Linked DNA regions of Sus scrofa: region 2 is linked to region 1. The links are chromatin contacts, called in public HiChIP or PLAC-seq maps. All regions are on one chromosome and are shown on one strand. Each heading gives the region's core, a stretch centred on a gene start, on an enhancer-like site or on the middle of the called end of the contact. The rest is flanking DNA. Distances are from core to core; before and after follow the strand shown.

The links. HiChIP or PLAC-seq counts read pairs in DNA pulled down with a chosen protein or histone mark.
Region 2: a contact with region 1 is called in an H3K27ac HiChIP or PLAC-seq map of alveolar macrophages. The contact joins the promoter of CHMP7 here to the promoter of LOC100624226 in region 1. A contact is called at or near these places in 1 of 5 promoter capture datasets (liver), 19 of 47 Hi-C or Micro-C datasets (alveolar macrophages, blood, brain and 8 more) and 1 of 2 datasets of contacts at active chromatin or transcription factors (alveolar macrophages).

Annotation. Positions count from the first base shown.
Region 1 is chr14:7,288,085-7,294,650 of Sscrofa11.1, forward strand. It overlaps LOC100624226 (tumor necrosis factor receptor superfamily member 10B-like), which reads right to left and starts at 3,914. Exons shown (of 9, transcript XM_005670430.3): 1 at 3,328-3,914. The coding sequence starts at 3,489. It overlaps LOC106505885 (a long non-coding RNA gene), which reads left to right and starts at 6,141. Exons shown (of 2, transcript XR_001300721.2): 1 at 6,141-6,413.
Region 2 is chr14:7,386,372-7,392,937 of Sscrofa11.1, forward strand. CHMP7 (charged multivesicular body protein 7) reads left to right here and starts at 3,695. Exons shown (of 10, transcript XM_021074113.1): 1 at 3,695-4,174; 2 at 6,018-6,189. The coding sequence starts at 3,876.

The DNA of each region.
Region 1 (6,566 bases), core at 2,664-5,163:
TAAAGACACAAATTCTGAAAAGTAAAAATAGCAGACAAATACAGAGCTTCTATACACAACCAATGAACTAAGGCAAATAGCATTGCCACCAAGTGCCTTAAACTGTTACATTTTCAGTGTCTGTAGCTCTTTGCAAATTATATTTTGGGACAGTTCAGATAAATTTCAACAAGAGATATGTGTTCTACATAAAGTTAGATTAAAAGAATTAGCAACATGGGTGGCATCATTTAAAAAATACATCAATAGTCTTATCAGGGAATGTTTTCCACCTGGTTTCTAAATCTTTATTTTCTGTGGAGGCAAACCAAAGCACTGTCTTAAGACTCCATCGTCAAAGATACAATATAATCTCTTATCATCCCCAGAGATTTTAAAGCTAGCTATGACCCTGTTCCTTGCCATCACCTTCATCTTCATCATCCTCATCATCTTGGTCTCCGGGTTCAAGTTCATCCTCTTCTTCAACTGGATGACCAAGTTCCTTGAGTTTATTCTTTAATGAAAATATTTTCTGATCCTGATCAGCCAACAGCACCAAAAGATCATCTTGTTCTTTTTTTAGAATCTGTAATGTCCACCTCTGAGCTTGTTTTTCTCATTTTGTAAAATGGCAATGGTGCTGTTAGATTCATCCAGCTGCTCTTTAATAGCAGTTCTTTCTTTAGACAGAGCTTTAATTTCATTCTTTAATTCTTTAGTCTCTTGCAATAATGCTGACAGTCTTCCTTCTACATCAGTAGTTTTTGCAGCTGTTAACAGTTTCACTCCGTTCTGGTTCAGGAAGTGATTTTGCAAATGCTTCTGTTTCCTGTAACAGCTCCTGCTTTTCTGTCTGTAGTTTAGTGATTTCTATAGACTGTGAATTTAACTGAGACTTTAATGTTGCCAGTTCCTGTTTCAAGTCTGCTATTTGTTCAGAATCTCTTGCTGAATCTGTTGCTGAAGACTCTTCATTTGTGCCAGGTGATGGTTGGGAAGATTTCAAATTTTCAATCAAAGAGTCCTTTTCAGCCAGCTGGTTTTGTAAGTTCCTGATTACTTTTTAATTCTTCTATCTCTTCTCGCAACCTACCAATTTCTTCTGGTTGAATGCCATTCATTTGAGACCCATCATTGTAAGAACCTTGAGGCTGATTGTCTTGTCCCTGTATCTTTTAAAAGTTGTCATTTCTCTTTCCCACTCATTTCTTTTCTATAGATTTGGGTTAAGTCAAAGCCTAGACACTTTTCCTTTCCGAGCTATATTTTCTCATCCATAAACTGTAATTATCTCACCTCCTCTAAATGTCCAAGGTGGTTGTGTGAAGTGTTAGAGCCCTTCTCCCTTCCCCCACTTCTCATACATCCTGAAGAGCAATGGCAGGAGATGCTATTCCCAGGTCAAAGTACACTTGCCATTAGAAGCAGTTCCCATCATGGCGCAGTGGAAACAAATCTAACTAGGAACCATGAGGTTGTGGGTTCGATCCCTGGCCTGGCTCAGTGGATTAAGGATCTGGCATTACCATGAGCTGTGGTGTAGGGTGCAGATTCTGCTGGGTCAGTCCAAAAATATCAGAAATTTATTCCTCTGAAACTCATGTTCTCCACAGTACACACAGCTTAAAGATCATTCCCATCTTCCCAAGTTGTTAGGAAAATTATAGTGAATAATGGATGCCCAGTCCCTGGCTGAGTGCAGGACATAGCTGCCGAGGAGCACATGCTTCAGGCATGTCACTGGCCCCACTCCCCCAGCCCTGACTCAGAAGGTGGAGCCACACTTCTCTCCATCCCTGGTTGAGGGAAAGTGGTCCAAGGACAGGGACCGAGGCCTTCTGAGCAGGGGCCAGGGGGAGACTGGCCACCGGCAGCCTCATGGATGAAAACCTTTCCTGCTCACTATTCAAACTGCACTTGTGCAAGATGCTAACCAGAGGGACAACTGTAAGCATGTGGACACACCTGGCCCGTGGCTCTGCACTGCCATCACTGTTGTCACCTGCTTTTTGGGCTCTTCTGTGTTCCTTCATGACCCTCTCCAGCACAGCCTTCCACCCTGGCCTTCAGAAGCTCCTGAGTCCACCTCAGGCAGCTGATACCACGTAGCCAGTACAGACTGGTGGAAGCCACTGCAGGAGTGGGGAGGAGACCACTTACCCTGTGGCCCTCCCAGCACCGGAGTGATGGACACCTGAGAATGTGATTCATCCTCCCACACAGCCTCACACAGCCCTGCGCCATTTACAGAGGCCCCTGCAGACTTTTACTTCCTCCCATTTCACATGAAGAAGTGGGGACTCAGGGCCCCAGAGCCGGAAGAAACAGAGCAGGCCTGCCCTCTTCAGCTGCAGTCCCAGGACTCATAGGGCCTGAATGAGCTTCTGAACCTCTGGACCTCTCAGTTCCCACTTGGAAGGAGAGAAAAACCTAGGGTGGATGGCATAGACCAAAATGGGGCCACATCACACACACACAGGGCAAGGACCTGAGTGAGGGCTGAGCTCAGATTAGTCCTGGATACTCATCTTCCTGGATACTAATCGGGTTCATTACCACTGAGCCATAAAGGAACTCCTAGATTAATTAAAAAAAATAAATTCTGTAATCCCTTTCTGATTATAAATATTATTCTCTGAATTTTGAATTAATTTGTTCAATGAAAACATTTAAAACTTCATGACACCTGTAATATTGATTTGACCTTTATTTATTATTATTATTATTTTTTAATATAAGGAGCCTGGAAAGTACAGGGGCAGAGCCTTTCCATTGAGAGGGGTTTCAGGATGTGCATCACCATGTATTTTCCTGTTTGCTTCACCAGCTTCTGGAAAGGAAGTAGCAGATCCCCTCCCAGGCTGGATGATGCAAGGTTCCTAGCCGCAAGGCAACGTGAATAGAAGGAACTGGGAACCTGCCTCCAACTCAGGGGTTAGATCAAAAAGAGTTGCAGGCAGCAGAGTGATTCTTCTTCTCAGGCTGCTGTTTTGATTTGCCATGAGTGTGTTTTAGAATTTAGGCATAAGTTAAAACAGTAAAGAAAGAAAAGACAGCCAGTCTCTGCCACTCCGGGCAGCTTGCCAGGGAGTTTCCACCTCAGCCTTGATCCCTGGAATTTACCCCTGAGAGAGCTCACGAGGCCAGAGGGCTTTTCTCTATCTGGGTCCCGGTCGGTCTCACCGGCTATGATGCTGCTCCATCCCCCCACTCTGTCCGCTACTGATCCAGCTCCAACACAACCCAAGAGGGCACCTCGCCTTGTCCCTAACCCTATTCCCACTCCCTCCCAACCACCAGGCGCGCCTTCCCCTCCCCGAGCCAGGACCCCCAATGGGGACTCACCAACCACAAGACACCAAAGACGACGAAGATGAGAGCCCGGGGGTCCTGGAGCCAAGACTGGCGGCTGGGGGCGCACCCCGCCTGGGCACCTGAGGTGGTGGGTGCACTCTGTCCCCACTGCCCAGTGCGGTTGAGGGGTGCTCGCTGTCCTGGCCACCGCATAGTGATAGTCAGCAGAGCCACCGAGAATGCTCTGGAAATTCTGGGAATGTCTTTCTCTGGGTGCTGGATCACCCCTGCCACTAGAGGAATGCACGGCAGTACTCAGTCTCTTCTCTCTCGCACTCCGGCTAGTTCTCCGGCTAGTTCTCTCAACGCTTTGGTGGGTAGACGGTGCTGACTTTTGTACCCTCGCGTTGAGTCACCTGGTTGGGCAGCGACGAATGGGAGCCAACATGCAAATAAGGTACATTGTTTGTTGAAACATATGACTTAGTCATCTCCTGCTCGAGCGCCGGGGTGGGGGGGTGGGTGCGGGGAAGAAGAAGAAGAAAGGCCTGACGTAGAACTCACCCCCTCGCTCAGGCGGGGCAGTGCTGTACTTTGGATCACCAGGCGCAGAGAAATATGTCCAGATCACTCTGGACTGCCTTCTCTAGTTTGTCAGGGCCAAGTAATTACCAAACCTCCACCCAACTCCTCAAGTTCCCTGCATCTTCCTCTACTCTCCATCTGGATTTGACTTCTGACATCTGTAGGCTGTTGCCAAGAACTCCATGTGCTGTTCCCAAGCCTATGTCCTCCCTCCCTTCCTCCCCAAGCCAAGGAGGAAGTGGGATACAGGTGGCTTCAGTGAAAGGGATTTGTCAATTGGCAGTGGGAGGAAAAACAAGCTTTCACATTGTGATTTGCTGGTGCTAGACTCTATTTTACAGGGGGGTGTGAGCATTTGATAACCCAGCACAGGTACAAATATTTTGTTAAGAAGCTCTATTGAAAGTCTGTTACAGCACATTTCAAATTTGATACAAAACAAAAAGAAAGATAAAAGAACTCTTATTGCCAAGCCCTTCTCCATTGAAAGGAAGAATCTATAAGAAGGTGCCTAGTTCAGAGCAGGGTCAGTAGTTGTCCAGCTGTGGTCCCCAGCTGGTGGCGCCAAAACACTAAATGAGTGGGTCTTGTGTCCTGGGTTCACCGTGTAGAGGAGAGGGATGACTGTCCAATGGCAGACCCTTGACAAATGATTCAGCAGGGAAAGGACAAAGTGCACCCACAGGAGTAGAGAAGAGGAAACTCGAGAAACCACAGACAAGTGATGGGAGACAATAAAACTTGAACATATACAGTCAAGGAAAACGGCAAAGGTGACTCAGGATTCAGGAATGGCATGGGTGAAAATACGCTTTTGTAGTAATGGATTCAGAAAACATGTTAGAAATACCATTATTTCTCCGATCTCAAGATACTTTGGGTTTTCAATAAAACTAAAAAAAACCCAGTATAAACCTTTCAATGAAATTTCATGTAGTGAGCATGTTGCATCCAGGAAGTGAAGTGGTGTTCATCCATCCTGTCTTCTTTACTCCCTAAGACTAATTTTTGGCCTCTTTGATCCTCCGTTTTCCTGTTTAAATGGACATAGTTGTATCTTTCACACTTGCTTCCTGTTTTAGAGTTAGAGGAGGAGTAGCTCCTGGCATGATGCAACACAGGACTGCTGAGAGTTCTAGCAGACTTTTCTGCTAGACTTTTCTACAATGCCCACGTTTCCATAGAGAGTCTCGACGGCCATTCCATAGCATATTCTCTTAGCAACTTTCAAAATACACAATACAGTATTATTAATCATAGTCACCATACTGTACATGACATCTCCAGGACTGACTTACTTTACAACTGGAACTTCATACCTCATAAAGGGAGTTTTTTTATCTTCTCTACCATCCTGATGGCAATTACCTTAAGGTTTATTCTTTACTCCATCTCATTCAAAAGATTTCTTCTTTCTTGGAAATATAGTAGCTATTATCTCTCCTACTTACTTGACACAAACATATGTTACCTTCTGTTTTATTTTCCTTTTGCAAACTGCATATCTTCTGACCAAACAATTCTATTAGTATAATTACTTTCTTATTCCCCCTCCCTGTTTTTTACTTTGTAAGTCTTTCTTTTCTACATTGTGTCTTAACATATGTTTACTTCAACATGCTGAAGAGTCACCAGGGGAGGGAGCAGAACACACAGGGCCCTGGCAGGAGCATGGGTTTTATTTTGTGAGTGAGGGACATCTCCAAAAAGTTTCAGGCAGAACTAAAGGGACTAGTTTGTTTTAGGCAGAGAACCAGTGGGATAAGGGCACGCTCTTGGATTGAAAGTGAGCAAGACTACAAGCAGATAGAGGGCCTTCCAGGGCATGTCTGTGAAGTGTACTGTTGGTTGTTCTACCTGGTTTAGTGTCTGCATTCCTGTGGTTCTGTGAACCCCAGGAAAAGCAGCAGGAACCATGCCTAGCAGGGTGGTTGACTGGGGTTTTTGGTTTGCATGTGTTTCTTCTCCCTGACTTGGGTGAGTTAGGAATTGATCTTCTGCACAAGGGCATCCAGAGCTGGCAAGAGTAGCACTGGGCTTAAAATCCCTTTAAGACTTTTACATTTCCCCTTCCCCCTCCCCCCTTTCCCTCCCCTTCCCCTCCCCACTTCTCCTTCCCCTTCTTTTTTTTTTTTTTTTTTTTTTTTTTTTTTTTTAGGGCCACACACGTGGCATATGAAAGTTCCCAGGCTAGGGGTGAATCAGAGCTGTAGCTGCCAGCCTCCACCACAGCCACAGCAACAGAGGATCTAAGCCGCATCTTCGACCTACACCACAGCTCACAGCAACAATGGATCTCTAACCCACTGCGCAAGGTCAGGGATTGAACCAGCGTCTTCATGGATACTAGTCAGATTCCTTACCTCTGAGCCACAGCAGGAATTCCTGCGTTTCTTCTTTCTACCGTGAGCATCACAGGAAAACTTCCTGTGCCCTTCTATTAAGGCAAGCCCAGGTAGTACACGGGTACATCAAGGTGTCAGGACAAGGAGAGGAAAGAGCCCAGCCTCAAAGAAACACATAATGAAACTGTAAACGCAGGAGAGGTTCAGGTATGTGTTGCTGTGATCCAGGGACAAAATGGGTGGGCTTGAACAGAATGGTGAGCAGACCTGTACGCAAAATCAGAAAGATTCAGGACACTGTTGGGGTGAGTGGTTAGCAGTTTTTGAAGGGTTGTATGTGGGGAGTGAAGATGAGCGTGG
Region 2 (6,566 bases), core at 2,445-4,944, 98 kb after region 1:
GATAACAAAACAGGTCATGAGCATTTCTACAAAAATGATGAGGCATCCCTAGGAAGCAGGAGAGATGGCACGGAGCATCTTGTAGCACCACAGACGCCTTGCAGTGTTTGAAGCAACGCTCTGCTTGTGCTTCACGGCTGAAGTGAGGCTGCTTAGGGGTCTGGCCAAAATCACATTGGGGCATCAGTAAATAAATATCACTGCCACGATATGCTGATGTTTATGTGACATTTTATTCTTCAGACTCCCCAGAGCTAAAGAACTTCTGCAGTCACACATCTACAGTAGATAATACATTTAGAAGGGGAAAATGGGCACTAGGAAAAGAACCTCAAGATCATAGCATAGATACCTTTAGTTCACAGAGAAGGAATCAGAGAGGAACCCGGCTTGTCTGAGGTCTTGCAGCTCTTTACTAATAAAGATGAAACCAGAATTCAGATCTAAGTGATTGCGTTATTCATTAAAAATTGAATAATATTTAAGCACTAACTATGTTCCAGGTACTGAATATGAAATTCACACTCACCGATACTTCTCTACTATTCCCCACCCAATCTCCTGCCACAAATATGCTACAGTCTCATTCATAAATACTTTAGGGGTATCTTCAAGATATAAATACTTTCAGTAAAACATAAGCACCATATCATTGCACTCAATTTGCTAATATCACCAAATATCCAGTTAATATTGAAAGTACTATCATAGATGAGTGTTTATCTTTATGTAAGTTGGACCCAAATCAGACCCAATAACAATGCACATTAAAAGTCTCTTTGTTGCCATTATCTTTAAGTTTTTTTTTTTTTTTTTTTTTTTTTTGGTCTTTTTGCCATTTCTTGGGCCGCTCTCCGGCATATGGAGGTTCCCAGGCTAGGGGGTCAAATCGGAGCTGTAGCCGCAGGCCTATGCCAGAGCCATAGCAATTCGGGATCCAAGCCGCGTCTGCAACCTACACCACAGCTCATGGCAACACTGGATCCTTAACCCACTGAGCAAGGCCAGGGATCAAACCCGCAACCTTATGGTTCCAAGTCAGATTCGTTAACCACTGAGCCACGAGATGGGAACTCCTGTTGCCATTATCTTTTTGAGGAAACAAGGTCATTATCTAGCAGAATTCTTCAACCTGGATTTTGCTGATTGCAACTCAGTTTTGCTTAGCATATTCCTCTACTTTCTGATTTTTTTTTTAACTTCCATTAACCAGTATACTTAGATCTAATGGCTTGATCAGATTCAGATTCAGTTTTTGGACAAAAATGCTTCATAGGTGGTTCTGTGTACTTCCCATCACATTACTTCAGGAGGTATGTCGTATCTGGTTGTCTTTCTTTCTGTGATGTTAAGATTAATCAGCAGGTGTTGTCAAACTGACCCATCCATTCTAAAATGCCAAGGGTGCTATGTGAGGTGGGGTGTTCAGACAAGATCTTTCAGTGACCTGTAAGCTGTGACCTAAGGAAGAAAATGAGCTAGTCCCACAGAGCAGAGGAAGAGAGTAGTGGTTGGAAGCCTGGAGCGTGAAAGCTTTGCCACATACCCACCTGCCCCTCTCAGGATCAGCAGAGCTTCCTTTCGGTTCTGCACTACTCCCTGCAGCCCTTCTAATCTCTAAAAGGTGAAGGCAGGGAAGTCTGCGCCCAGAGGTGTCAGGAACCCAGTAGCGCTTTCAGGTGCAGGTGGACACCAGTGCCCAACTTTGCTTTCCTTTAGATGCTTAGGATCTGGACTATTCTGACTCAGACTCAGAGATCTCTGGCAGAAAACAGCCTGGTCTCTCTCATGACACAGATCAACCAGCCATTTTATTGGCATGACAGCATGAAGAAATGTGTTTCTCAGGGTACAGCTTATTTGCTCAAGTTACATACTATTCTTCTTTTCTGGAATGTTCTCCACCAGACTTAACGTAGTTGTGGTTCAACATTCTCATCTATAAAATGGAAGAAGTACCCAAACTCATCGCACAGGAAAGTGTCAAAATTTGGTCTTTTGTTTACAAAGCCGGAGGCTAAAGTCGTCAAACAGATTTTAATCAGTAGTATATTACTGCAATAAGGAAAAGAGTCCAGGGTGAACTGAACTCAGCTTCTATTTGTACAGAGGTGACTGGGCTCTTTAAAGGGAGAACAAGGGGATAGGGAAGAGGGTAAGCCTGTCTCAGTAGAGTCAGTGAAAAATTACACAATGCAGGAAGGGAGGGTTGATCCCTGTAAAACTCATTTGGGTTTGCTAACTAGGGCTTATCAAAGTAAGACTCCTCCCCTCTCACAGAGGCTAGGAGACAGGGGCTCTGTCTTCAGGTGTTGGCTGGAACAAATAGTAAATTTTTTTTGATAACCTTGAGTTTTCTTAGGCAGGCACTTTAAGGGGGGGTAGGGTCACCTTACAAATATGCCTTCAGCTGCTAGAAACTGTTAGTTTTTGTTCACATCTTTATAGACTAAGGTTGACAGGTATAGTTAAGAAGACTTAGAGGAGCCTGTCTAGAGTGTGGTCAAGAATTTTTGTCAATTGCTATGAGTATTAAATGAGGTATTGTCTGTGAAAGTGCTTGGAGGAATAACACAAGTCATCAGTATCAACACATTCATTTACGTAACCAATCATATCACTTCCTCTCCTTTAAAATGCTTATTAAAATTCTTCCTTACACTAAGTCCCAACTACTAAACATCCTGTCACTCAGTGATAACACCCACTACATCATTTGCCAAGTATTTTACATACATTGTAACATTTCCCTCAAACAACCCTATTAGGAAATATTACTTTACAAGAGGCCCAAGGTCATACAGCCAGTGAGCGACAGAGGCCAAATTTATGTTCCACTCTGATGACTGTTACCTGGTTCCATTAAATAAGAAACTCTTTTCACCTTTTAGATGGTTCAATTAAAAAGAAAACCAGTTTATTCTTAACACACTGAATATGTCTGTTACTCGTTAAGATTTTTGTGTCTGTGTGTGAGAGAATCTAACAATTCTAAGATAATTAGAAGGGCAAGGGTCAAGGTATGCCCTTTTCAGTTTATGAAATAGTTCTCCAGCACCACCATGCATTACAGATATTAAAGCCATTGCACCGCTCTCAGGGAACGAGGGAACAGGACCCGGAATAGTAAATGCTGTATTGTTCAGCCCATGCTGTACTCTTTCATCGTGAAAGAGATCAACGATGAGTCAGAACAGTTGGAGACGGTTTCAAGGAAAATAAGAACTGAGCGCGATCTTAAGGGTATATTGATTCTGAGAAGGTAACAAAGGGACACTCCAAGATAGAGAAGGTGAGGAGTGAAAGCTTATATATCCTTGAAAATCCGGGTATACACTCTCACAGAGCTTAAGTGATCGAGAGTTTTGTTTATCCGTGACGTTATCGTAAAAGGGAGCTCACTCGGAAGTTTAAATGTCTGAAGAACGCCGCTACAAGGTGATCTGCGTGGCTGACGCTCGTGCCTCTGGCGCCCCTTAGCGGGACTCTACAGTCCTATCAGAAACCACCACAAGTTCGGCGGACAGTCGTTTGCCTCTACGATGCTTTGCCAAACTTCCCGATTCCAGACGGGGTGCGACGATGCGCACTTACCCGCTGCGCACACGCGACGTCCTCCTTACCGCACAAAGGCTGCGGGAGGAGGGGTTGGCGCAAGCGCTCTGAGTTTCTCGAAAAATAGGGTCATCATCCTACTTCCGGGCGCAGGCCGGGCGGAGACGCGTGCGCCGTGAGGACACGCGGACTTATTTCATGGGGCGGTGACGTAATGACAGAAGAGGAGGTGGCCAAGGAACGGAAGCCGGGAGGGAACCAGGACGGAAGGGGACCAGGGCCAGGGTTGTGTTCGGAGCCTTGGCGGGGCTGGGGTTCCGATGTGGTCCCCGGAGCGGGAGGCCGAGGCCCCGGCCGGGGGAGACTCGGCGGGCCTACTGCCCCCCGAGTGGGAGGAAGATGAGGAGCGCATGTCTTTCCTGTTCTCCGCCTTCAAAAGGAGTCGCGAGGTGAACAGCACCGACTGGGACAGCAAGATGGGCTTCTGGGCACCGTTGGTGCTGAGCCACAGCCGCCGCCAGGGGGTGGTGCGCCTGCGTCTGCGGGACTTGCAGGAGGCCTTTCAGCGCAAGGGCAGCGTCCCGCTGGGGCTGGCCACCGTGCTGCAGGACCTGCTGCGGTGAGGGCGGGCCCGGGCCGGGGGGCGGGGCGGCTCCCCGCGGGCAGGGACCCGGGCAGTTCTCCCGAGCGCACGCCGCCCAGCCCAGGAGCTGGCCCCCTGGGCAGTCTCTGTTTGCTCTGTGGGCGAAGAAGGAGGCTAGGTTAGGGGGTGTTGGGAGAGAGAGGGAGGAGGGTGGAGGGAAATTGAGAGGCCAGGGTAGCCTCATTACGGAGATGCAGAGGGTTTAGAGTAGAAGCCAGCCTGTCGGAGGTGACAGTGATTTGTCTGGACTGGAATCCCATTATGTAGTTATTTCGTAGGGACTTCTGAATTCAGATTACCTCGAAACATAAATGGTCCATGAGACAGGATTTATTGAACTAAGGAAAGGCAGAGCTAAGAAGACAGTTGTGGGGAAGAGGCCTGTAGGGATCTTGCTAGCAGCCTCCCAGCAGAGGTCATGTGTCTGGCCTGTCTTGGCTTATCCTTGGCACAAGCGGTTTGGAGCAGAAGACATGAGGGAGGTTGAGGGCTTTACTGAGTATCTTGGTGCCCTTTAGGTGCTACCTGTGCAACAGGTGCAGGGTTTTGGAGCTACCTCAGGTGGTAACGTGGACATCTTATACACATACAACACTTCACAGTGTGCAGGTACTTTGCACACACCATTTCATCTGACCCCCTCTGCAGTCCTGTGGGCAGGTGTCCTCAGCAGACAGAAGAGGAAACTGAACCTAAGGAGATAAGCGACTTACCTGGGGTTGCATAGCTAGTTAGAAGAATGGGGGAACTGGACCCCGGGGTCTTCTATTCTAAAGCATATGCACACGTTGTATATGTCATACCCAGAGCAGCCTGGCTGAAGACAAAAGTCAACTTTGATACATTGCTTTTAGCTTGCTGCTCTTTCTGATCAAGAGGTCTCTCCTCCTTTTCCCCAGCTCTCTTGCCTCGGCTGACATCAAAGTTTCAGTCCAGGCCCGAGATGGGGCGCAGGAGAGACAGTAGCTGAAGAAGTCGGTGAGGAGCAAGAACAGTCTGGGCTGCTTTTTTTTTTTTTTTTTTTTTTTGGTCTTTTTGCCATTTCTTGGGCCGCTCTCGCGGCATATGGAGGTTCCCAGGCTAGGGGTTCCCTACACCAGAGCCACAGCAGCACGGGATCCGAGCTGTGTCTGCAACCTACACCACCGCTCACAGCAATGCCAGATCCTTAACCCACTGAGCAAGGCCAGGGATCGAACCTGCATCCTCATGATGGTTACTAGTCAGATTCGTTTCTGCTGAGCCACAGCAGGATCTCTGAATTTATTATATTTGAAGAGATACTCTTTCTGTGGCCCTTAGCATAATAACCAGCCCATGGGAGCATTCAGTACATTTAGCAACGTATTACTAGTACCATGAAATGCTTATGTCTTATCTCCACCCTGGCTTAGGAATAGCAGAGAACTCTTTCTCTGAACATCTTTGTATTCTTCCTTATGTCTTGTCCTTGACACTAATCCATTGTTGCTGTTTTCATTTTATCATTTGGAACTCCATTTGTAAAGGGAAGTCTCAACACAGGCCCCATGACCTCCTGTGCCTTTGTAGTTTTAGCGGAAAGCTTGCATATTGGAGCCAAATTATAGTTTAGTTTTGACCTCTGTCATCTTCTCAATCCCTCAATTTTCTCTTGTAGAAAATTGTTACGCGGCTTAGAGCTGGAGCATAAACAGTGCTGCTCATAGTAGCTGGCACGGAGTAGGTGCCTGGTAAAAGGCGTTTATGATGATGATAATTAAATGCCTCTTTGTGGGTTAAGAGGGAAGTGGGACCTTGCGTGAAACCTACTAATGCCCTTTTCTTTTTTCACCTGCAGTCGAGGGGAGCTGCAGCGGGAGTCAGACTTCATGGCCAGCGTAGATAGCAGCTGGATCTCCTGGGGGGTTGGAGTCTTCCTGCTGAAGCCCCTCAAGTGGACTCTTTCCAACATGCTGGGGGATAATAAGGTTCCTGCTGAGGAGGTGCTAGTGGCTGTGGAGCTGCTTAAGGTGGGTTGCTGGAAGCAAGAAACCTGGGTGTCATCTGGAGTCATCTCCATGTTCCTGGGGTTGTGGGTGTATTGTTAGAATGAGAATGGGTCTTTTTCACATGTGACGGAGTAGATACCAGATCATTTTGCCTCCCTTTTGCAGTACTTGCTAGACTTTAGTTGCCAATTGGGCTTGTACATTTCAAGGGCAAGCCTTTGTCTAGGAGTTGTCACAGTTGATTATTTTCTCTCTTTGTAGGGATTAATGATAAGCCACAATTTAGAAAATGCTTTGCCTTTTGTAGTTTATGGACAAGAATTTCTTCCTGAAGACCTTGTAACTTTCAGTTTCGCCTTCCCCTAAATCAGCAACCTAGGCTCACATTTCCTCCTCTG